Linked DNA regions of Sus scrofa: all the other regions are linked to region 3. A link is a contact called in public HiChIP or PLAC-seq data. All regions are on one chromosome and are shown on one strand. The core of a region is the stretch at or near the end of the contact, and the rest is flanking DNA. Distances in the headings are between cores, read along the strand shown.

Region 1 (3,061 bases), core at 7-2,506, 150 kb before region 3:
GATTTGACAGTTCTCTTTTTAAAACCATTATTTTACTTTGTAAATTTGTGATGAGCTGGCATTTTTATTCTGGAATAAGTTTAAATTTATAGAAAAGTTGCAAAAATTGTACGGAGAATTCCCACGTATCCCAAACCCATTTCCGTTCCCTCTGATGTTATCTTTTCACATTACTGTTCTTTGATTCTCATTTTCATCCTTCTAATGAGACATACCCTTCAAAGAGATACAACTGCTGAAAAATAAAAAAAATGATTTAGTATGCATAGAGAACATAGTATATGCAAATGACAAGAACGAAAGACATCTAGAAAGAGGGTAGAAGTAAAGGCACAGTGCTGGTTCCAGGATTGTCACATAATGTGGGAGGCCCAGTGCAAAATAAAAATGCTGAGCCTCCTGTTGAAGACTTATTCGGAATTTCAAGAGGGCAACAGCAGAGTGTGAAACAAATCGTGGAGCCCTCTGCAGTGCAAAGCCCTGGGGACTGCCCAGGATGCACACCCATGAAGTCAGCCCTTGCTGTTCCTCCCAATATTTCAGCTTCCTCCATGGTCCACATAGCTAGTAGGTTAAAGGAAAGTCTTCTGCATGGCCAGGCCAAATCTACTGATAGGCGGCGAGTTTTTCTAGAACCACACTCAACGTCACAAACTTCACAGCTTGCCCATCTTCTAAATCTCAGTTCAAAAGGCTTTGAGGTGTTCGCTCCCCTTGACATGGGAGCAGAGCTAATTCTAAAGTAACATCCTCATTAGCTCACACAGGCTGCTGTTTTCTTTGCTGAAGATCAGGCAGATGTTTGTTTTGAGCGCCTTCCAATAGTACTTATAAGTAGCCAAGAATGCTTGGGCTCTTGGAAATCGTACCTTATGCCCAGAGGCTCTTGGTGGATATATTTTTTTAACCAGGTTTACTCATTTAACTTGCCCACATGGGGCACTTTCACAAGGGAACCCAACCCAGCCAGTCATTTCTGATGAAATCACAGAAAATATCTATGAGGAAATGAACTATGAAAGCGCCTGGTAAACTGGGCTTTTGAAAGTATCTGGGAAACACACGGCTGCACATTGGCTTAGCTCCATCCTTTATTTATCAAGCAGCAGCAGCAGCAGCACTGCGTTTTGAAATTTGACGGCATGATGTCCACTCGTGGGATTAGTTTAGCTGAGCGAGCCACGCCGTCTGTGCACCCAGACAGCTGCACACCCCTGGTCAGGCCCTCCCTCCGCCTGCACTAGCGTCCCGTTCGTCACAACAGAGACGGCATCCTGGACCTGGGGCTGCTTTCTCCTGTGTGGACAGCACAGGCACGGGCTCCTCTAGGAAGCAGAATCGCCCCGGATAACAGAGATGCACCCTCTCCCTCTGTCCTCTCTCTTGTGGTGCCCAGGGGGTGTTCCACGGGCTTCTGGGAACCGACTTGCTCTGTGGGCCACTGGCGTGCAGACCTAATGCTTTGTATCCGGCCACCCTTGGACCTTAGTAATTCCAGGGCTAGAAAGAGGTCACTCCTTTTCCCCCAGGAACTCTGTTTCAGGCTGTTTTAATTTAGTTTCAGTTTAGTTTAGCTGTTTTAGTTTAGTTTAGCTGTTTAGTTTTAGTTTAGTTTAGTTAAGCTCTTTTAATTTAGCTGTTTTAGTTTAGTTTCGGGCTGTGTTTTAGTGGATTGGAATTGCGACAAGTTTGCAAGACCCGTGAGGCAAGAGACTCTTAGGAGATTATATCAGCAGTCTATGGAGAGGATAGAAACACAAATTAAATATATATATCAGAGAACTTTTAATATAATGTTATAAAACGAACTATATATGTAATATATATATAACTAAATACATAAAAGTTCATAAAACTAAACGTATACATTATTCTATGTAAATCAACACACAAATTCAAAATATAAGTGATATATACTTATAATTAATCTATATAACACACACACACACACACACGAGCAAACACTGCAATGGGTATCATGCCCTCAGGTTTTAAAATACAGTGCTGCTGCCGGGCGGTGGCTCATCATGTCTCTGGCCCACCCTCTTCAAGGGTGACTAATATTCTGATCTGCATTACCATGGATTCGCTTTTCCCATTTTGTCTTTTCTCTAAGTGGAATCAGACGGTCTGTGTTCTTTTGTGCCTGGTTCTCTTGCTCATCACTGTATTGGTGAGGTCATCCACGGTGCTGCATTCGTCTGGAGTCTGTGATTCCTTGCTGCTCGCTCACATTTCCTTCTCCGTGTGTAGCACAGCGTACCCGTTCTGCTGGTGATGACCCTGGCTTGAGGTAGGAGGTTTTCCTGCCCATGACTGGAGAGGGGGTGTTCCCCTTGCCACAGGGAGATATGCTGTTGCAATTCCCGTCCTATGGGAAGGAATATCCCATTCACCTGGCCACCTGCGGCAGACCCTGCAACTTGCATTCCATCCCCTGAACCCATGAGGCCAGGAAGACTAGAATTTGGGTTCACTAGGTTCCACAAGTGCCTTCTGGGCAAACCCTGGCTCTAGATTTAAAATACGTTATCTAGCATTCCTAGCTATTTCCCATGGAAGGTTGTCTGACTCTTTATTCTGTCTTGCTGTAAGAAACATATATAAGTATGTATGTTTACAGTTTCCCTTGGTTTTGAAGACCGATGCATCTGTTATAAAACTTACCAAAAAATGAGGCACACAAATATTCCTTTTATCCATATTCTTTCTCAACTTACAGAAGGACACCAAAGGGATTATGATCTTTTACTAAAGTCATTTTCTTCTGGGTTTGTTTGTGAAGATAAATATGTTCATTTCAAAGGTTTAGGCTTGCTTCTTTTTAGTGCTTCCTTCATAAATCATTTTGAGCAATTCAGGCAAAAAATATTTTTGAGCAACTGCTTTTGTACATAGTTGTGAGGTAGGCCAAAGACAGTAGTACAAGAGACAGGAATCAAAGGAAACATCCATTATACAGGAGAACTATGATGGTTGCCATTCAGGAGGCCCAGAGGAAGTGCTCTGCAAGTTCAGAGCAGGAATGGAATTTTTTGATTCCTTTCGAGTGAGTCAAGAA
Region 2 (3,045 bases), core at 11-2,510, 170 kb after region 3:
GGAACTTCCGCCTACCACAGTTGTGGCCAAAAGAAAATAAAATAAGGCTCTTAGGACAGAAACGGACATACACTAGGCCCTCCAAAAAAAAAAAAAAAAAAATCACTGCGTTATTATTACATGAAATTGACCAGGCGCCTGCCCTACTAAAGCACCTTTAGGTGTCATCTTCACATGAAGCCCACCCCAACCACACAGTGTAGCACTGTGACCTGCTCCCACACATACAGACACCCAGCCATTCGCACGTCTGTTTCTTTCAGCCGTAGCACCTATCACGTTCAACTCACTATATAATGTATTTATTATGCTTGTTGGAACCTAACAGAATGCAAACCATATGAAGGCTGGGCGGGGGTGGGGGGGTCTGTTGTATTTACTAATAGCCACAGCACCTAGAAGATACTTGGCAGAAAACGAGTATGGAGTAATTATCTGTTTAAAAAATACTGCAATAATGCATGGCTAAAGAAAAAAAAAATGCATCTTTGTCGTTTGTTGTTGCTTCACTGCCCATACTCCGAAGATTCCCTAACCTTTAAATCATAAGCCTCCGTTTCTGCTCTCAACAACTATTTGCATATGAGAAGACATAAAACAATACTCTCTCTGGGAACCCTGGAAATAAAAGAGAAGAATCGTGCCTATCTAGAAAGGGTCACTGGTGGTGTAAGGCAGAAAGCATTCACGGACTAAATCAGGAACACATTAATTGTTCCGAAAATTGTGGCTTCCGTCCCTGATGTTGGGAATTCCAGAGAAAATTCATCGTGGCTCTTGGAATGAATAAGAGCTTCAGAGCAGGCTGGAGAAAAGCGTCAGCTGAGTCCCAGGGCTGACACTTCTAGGGCTTCTTTTTTGGAGAGAGGAAAAGAAGAGAAGGCACGGCCCTTGTGGGCTGAAGAAAAGTGCCGAGCACCCTGGAGACGTGGGAACACCAGCGCGTTCCCACCCTGCTGGTTGGTCAGCCTGAGCTGGGGCCCAGCTTAGTGCACATGGGAAATTTCGAATGAGAACTACTGGGAGCAAGGGTCAGAGGCTGGGATGAGGATTCCAAGCCCAGAAGCCAAGCTTTGCTCTCTGTTCTCTTCTTTCCCGGCACAAATCGCATCTTTCCTAAGGCTTCTTTTGCATGCCAAGTCCGAAGGACTCCAGCGGTACCCCAGGTCATCAAACAAGAAGCCACCCCGTACTGACACATCCAGATAATTATATATGATTTCCGTTTCCCTCTTTTCTGTAACCACTGTGTTTTAAATAACCACTGTTTATGTGCCAGGGGTCACATCATTGGCTTCTTCTAAATTTCACCACCATTTCATGAGGAGTCAGCCAAGACAGCGCGTGCAAGTGATGCAAAAACTAAGAGAATTGTTTCGCCAGCACGATGCCTCCCCACACAAAAGACGAGATGCTTTAATGTGATGTCACAGATAGGAAAAAAACCATTTGGCCAGGTGGGAGGAGGAAAAAGACTATTTTAGGCAGTTTGAAATGGAGGAGGGGACAGCTTTCACCTCTCTGGACGGATCATAACCCCGACCCATTCGATGTCCAAATATATGTGTTCCTACCGGAGCCTGCTCGCCTTGTCCCCGTCTGCAGCGACAGAATGCATGTGCACTTGGTGACACATGCAGGTGGAGGGGAGCAGAAGCATATGATACCCGAGCTCTCTCCCGTCCTTCGACCCATTCCCATGTCACAAAGGCTGCTCGCTGCTCTCCATCTCCCTCGGGTCATCATCCGCCCTCAGGGCTTCCCGGCAGAGTCCTGGGCTCTTCGACCACACTTGTTCAGTCACGTGGCCCAGCTGCCCAGAAAGGCTGCCTGGCACCTGTTAGGCATGTGAGAAAATTCTCTTGAGCTTCATGCATTCCGACCCTTTCAATGCACCCTGACCTCCTTACCTGCTATTCATCCAGCCTCCACCGCAGAGCTTCGCAAAGGTTCTAAGCCAGCCCTGCCCGTGTTTGAGCTTCTGCTCTCATAAACAGCCAAAGTGATTTCTTTCAAGGTGTTTGTTAGCCGAAAAAAATGTCCTCGTGACTCTCAGTGACATTTACCTCCGCTGGGGAGTATCAGAGTTTTAAAGGCAAAGCATCCTTCTCGGTTCAGTGCCAAGTGGTGGCTCGGTGTGAAACCCCTCGTGGCGAGTCCAGCAGGGCTGGGTCCTGGGAAGGGCTCTTCGACGTGCCCTCAGTGGTGACCAGAAGTGACTTAATAAATGGAGAAAAGCGTTTTTCCTTCTCTTTGGTTTATGGAAGAAATTGCATCCTAGCAGTTATACCCTAGGCAATCATTCAGGGTTTCATTTTTAATTTGATAGGGTGGATTTTAATTGTGACAGTTTTATTCCTTCTTGTGTACAGGGTTTACATTTTTTTCTCTGGAGCAGGAGAGTCCAAAGTTCTTTGGATTTTTGAAATAGCATTATGATTTGAAGGAACACATGAAAATCGAAGGAGTTGCGTCTCCAGATAAACACAGCCATAAATGGTACCCTTAGAATACATCTAAGGTTACTGAATAGTCGACTAAAACCCAGTAGAGATTTTGACTTGAAACAGTAAGTTGCCAGTGAAGAAGGACTTTGGGATGGGTTTCGTTTCTTCATTTAAGTGTCCAGAATTGGTTGATTTTTTTTTTTTAAATAATGTGTTTTTCCCAACCTTATTCCTTAGTTTCCATTTCGCTCTCTACAAAATCCCAGAAGAAAAAAATGAAAAAAAAAAAAAACCTGTTGTTTATTGAATCATACTTTTCGTTCTTAGAGTTTTTTATATTGATGGGAACAGCAGTTTAAGAACTCGTTAGAAAGCAATAGAGATCCTCAGTTGGGAAAGGAAATTTCTTTTCCAACTCCAGAAATGAGTAGCCAGGAATTTTGCTAGAACCTGACATGGGTACTGCTTACAAGTAGAGAGAAGCATCTAGACAAAGGCACCATAACCAGTGTATACCGTAACGCCCAATAATCCTGGGTTCTTTCTTATTATTCCTTATTAGTAGCCATTCCAACATTTGCTCAGCATCCGTTGGGTA
Region 3 (3,288 bases), core at 210-2,709:
TGGAAGTTCCCGGAACCCACACCTCCGTAGTGACCTGAGCCGCTCGCTGCAGTCAGATTCTTAACCCACTGTGCCATAGTGGGAACTCCTATAAATTAATAAATCGTAATTCCTTAACTAAGTGGAGTATCGGCACAGGCAACTAAATAATCTTATGGTTAAGTGTGGAACCTGAAACCTATTTCAAATGTTTTGTGAACAAGCCAATTATTCTTCCAATCTATCTGTCAAGGAAACTTTAAAGACAGCAGTGATTTAGATGATGTGGTTTGTGATTTTCCAAAACCAGCCTTAAGTTAAATATTATAGCATGTTTTGTAGGTAAAAACCCTAAACTCTAAAATAGCCGAGTACACGTCCCTTAGTTTCTCCTGCGAGAGCTCATAGAAACTAGAGTGTGCGCTTATCTCCGCCTCTTAGATGTTTTCTGAATCCCTTGATAGTGAAGCATTCATTATCTCTTTCTAGAACCTGGCACACTTCCTAGTACATACCAAGGGATAATTAGGCTTTCACTGAATTTACTTAAAAGGGTTTGTGAGAAGCCCATGCATTTCTGTATTTCATGAATTTCCAATCATATATTTCTGGCCCATTTAAATGTAGGATCCTCACAAAGAAAATCCTCAAGAGGATCTAGTCTGCACTGTCCAAAGGACAAACTTTTCATAGGGATTGAGAAGAATAAAGGGAAACTATGGGAGAATTTTCCAGAAGTAAGCACTTCTGTTGTACTGCTATTGATGTTTTATGTATGACAGTCAGCAGTGATACAACTGGAGAACTAAATAACCCTGTACTATAAAACATCATATAAAAATTAAACTTCTAAGAAAAAATAAAAATCTAAGAATTGAAAAAAATGTACCTAATAGCATCGTTCTGCTGTAATGTTTAAGAGCAAACCAACGAGTTGCTATGGCATTGACGTCTGCGTGCATAGCAACAGAGCAAGCTCAGTGATTCAGCCTGATAAAAGAGGAAATTAGCTCACCATTTCCCTTTCCCTAAATCAGAGTCAGATATCCAAATATTTCATGTGGAAATGGTATATCCATCAACATGTCCTAATGGCAAAAAGTCACTAATGGGGGTGGGGGTGGAGGGTCACAAAATGAAATTTGTATGCCATGTGCTTACTTTAGAGAATGCAACTCATGTCTAAAGAATCTATTAATATCTCTGCATCCTGCTTTCCCCCGATTGGCTGGGGTTTGTCAGTGGCTTATATTGGGTGAATATACAATGATGAGTAATGATTTGGCAAAAGACAACGATTTATCAGCCCATATAACTTTGTTCTAATGAAAGTTGGTCATGATATATTTTGAGGCTATGAAACTGTAATTCCCTGTGTGTAACAGCCCTCCAGGGAAGAGAGAGATTATGCCAGCATAATATGTGAAGTTTAGTCATTATCAATTGCACAAAGCAGAGGTCAGCCGTGGGTGTATATGTGGGAGGCACAATTATGAAATCAATCCACAGCCTCTCCACCGCTGGGCTGAGCCAGTACAAACAGAGCCAAATGTTACAAATAAATGCTGACATTTTATCACGTGATTATTTTAAGTATCATTTTCCCCAACGTGTCTTTTCTTGTATTGTTTATAGTCCACATCTTTATTTTGTTTCCGGTTTCCTCTCTTTAAACCCGATAAATGGGAAATGGGGAAGTATGGTTTCAGTTAGTGCTTGCCCATGAACTTGGAAAGTGAACCCACCCCACGGAAGAGCCCCAAATCTTGTGAAGTTTGGATTCCTAGATTTGTTCTGGGTGAACTAGGGTTTCATAAACATATCATTTGATTCGTTTATTTAATTTACATACAGTAAAATTCATCTTTGGGGAGTATAATTCTTTTTTGTTGTTCCATTTTTATTTATTTATTTTTTTAAATTCAATTTTATTGGAGTCTAGTTGAGTTACGATGTTGTGTTAGTTTCAGGTGCACCGCAGAGTGAATCAGTGACACATAGACATATATCCACTCCTCTTCAGATGTTTTTTTTTTTTTCTGTATAGGTTATTACACAGTATTGAGGTAACAAATACTTAAAGTTGTGTAACTACCAGCACAATAGGGATCCAGACAAGTTCTGTCATTTCCCCCACACCCTGCAAATTCCCTCATGCTGCCTCTTCATAGTTAACCCTTCCCCATACCCACAGGACCGGTCATCTGCAAATCTGTTGGAGCTGATCTGTTTTGACTGGTTTTTTTCCTTCTCATTTCATTCATGCAACAACTATCTATTGAGAGCACCATGTGCTGGGCTCTGCTGGAGGTACTGGGAATGATATGGTGAATAAGACTATCATGGAGCTTTCCGTGCAGAAACAAGATAATAAACAAAAGTAAATCAGTAATTCCAAATTGTGGTAAATGCTGGGTAGAAAATAGATTCCTATGATAGCCAGTCTCAGAATACAGAACCTACTTTTAGATAGAATGTTAGAGAAGGTTGCTCTAAGAAGCTGGCATTAAATCGAGGACTGAAGGATAGATAAGGAGCCAGCTATGTGAAGTGCGCGAGTGCTGGGGCCCCATGAACAGTCATTTCAGGCACAAGGAACAGCATGTGCCAAACAAGAGTCAGGAGTCTAGTGAGAGGAGGGGGCGATGGTATAAGGTGCTGTGGACAGACAAGCAGATCCTAAGCTAAGGTGGATCTGCTTCACTCCGTTGCAGCAGGAAACCATTGGCTTAAGTCTGTAACTTGGGATAACTTGATTGATATTTTGAGTTCCGTGTAGAAAGTTGGGCATTGGAGAGCAAGAACAGACACGGGGTGGCTTTGGGGCCATGGCAGTCAGCTAGTTGACTGTTGATGGAGGAGGCTTAGCCTTGGGCAGTAGCAGTGGAGATGAAGAAGGGATAGATTTGAAGTGCATTTTAGAGGTAGAAGAAACAGGACTAGGTGATTAGATATGGGATAAGGGGGTGGTGAAGAAAAAGGAGGAATCCAATGTGACTCCCGGTTACCTGCGCAATTGGGTGGGTAATGCTATTTACCGACATGAAAACATCGAGAGAGGAACGAAGCTGTGGGGGTGGGGATAAAAATTTGATTTGGGGACAGTTTGAAAGCGAAAAACCCAGTAGAATCCACATGGAGATATGAAGCTCCTAGAAATGATACACACACACAGCATAACACACACACACACACACACACACACATATATATACACATATACATATACACACACACACTCATATTTAGAATTCAGAGAGCTTGGAGCTGGGGAGAGAAATTTGTGTTATTTAACTATTATTATATCCT

What was found. HiChIP or PLAC-seq counts read pairs in DNA pulled down with a chosen protein or histone mark.
Region 1: an H3K27ac HiChIP or PLAC-seq map of alveolar macrophages shows a contact between it and region 3. The contact joins two enhancer-like sites. A contact is called at or near these places in 1 of 47 Hi-C or Micro-C datasets (embryonic fibroblasts) and 1 of 2 datasets of contacts at active chromatin or transcription factors (alveolar macrophages).
Region 2: an H3K27ac HiChIP or PLAC-seq map of alveolar macrophages shows a contact between it and region 3. The contact joins two enhancer-like sites. A contact is called at or near these places in 1 of 47 Hi-C or Micro-C datasets (embryonic fibroblasts) and 1 of 2 datasets of contacts at active chromatin or transcription factors (alveolar macrophages).

Annotation. Positions count from the first base shown.
Region 1 is chrX:8,253,831-8,256,891 of Sscrofa11.1, reverse strand. All of the region lies in intron 1 of ARHGAP6 (rho GTPase-activating protein 6), which reads left to right. Among named protein-coding and RNA genes, the nearest start is that of ARHGAP6, 190 kb to the left of the region's middle. Within about 2 kb of position 1,256, at least 10 of the 83 cell types and tissues checked have an H3K27ac peak or open chromatin away from gene starts, as enhancers often do. A contact at or near this core is called in alveolar macrophages, where this site is marked.
Region 2 is chrX:7,935,551-7,938,595 of Sscrofa11.1, reverse strand. The region is part of intron 9 of ARHGAP6 (rho GTPase-activating protein 6); the gene reads left to right. Among named protein-coding and RNA genes, the nearest start is that of MID1, 31 kb to the right of the region's middle. Within about 2 kb of position 1,260, at least 1 of the 83 cell types and tissues checked has an H3K27ac peak or open chromatin away from gene starts, as enhancers often do. A contact at or near this core is called in alveolar macrophages, where this site is marked.
Region 3 is chrX:8,105,747-8,109,034 of Sscrofa11.1, reverse strand. All of the region lies in intron 1 of ARHGAP6 (rho GTPase-activating protein 6), which reads left to right. Among named protein-coding and RNA genes, the nearest start is that of AMELX, 52 kb to the right of the region's middle. Within about 2 kb of position 1,459, at least 12 of the 83 cell types and tissues checked have an H3K27ac peak or open chromatin away from gene starts, as enhancers often do. A contact at or near this core is called in alveolar macrophages, where this site is marked.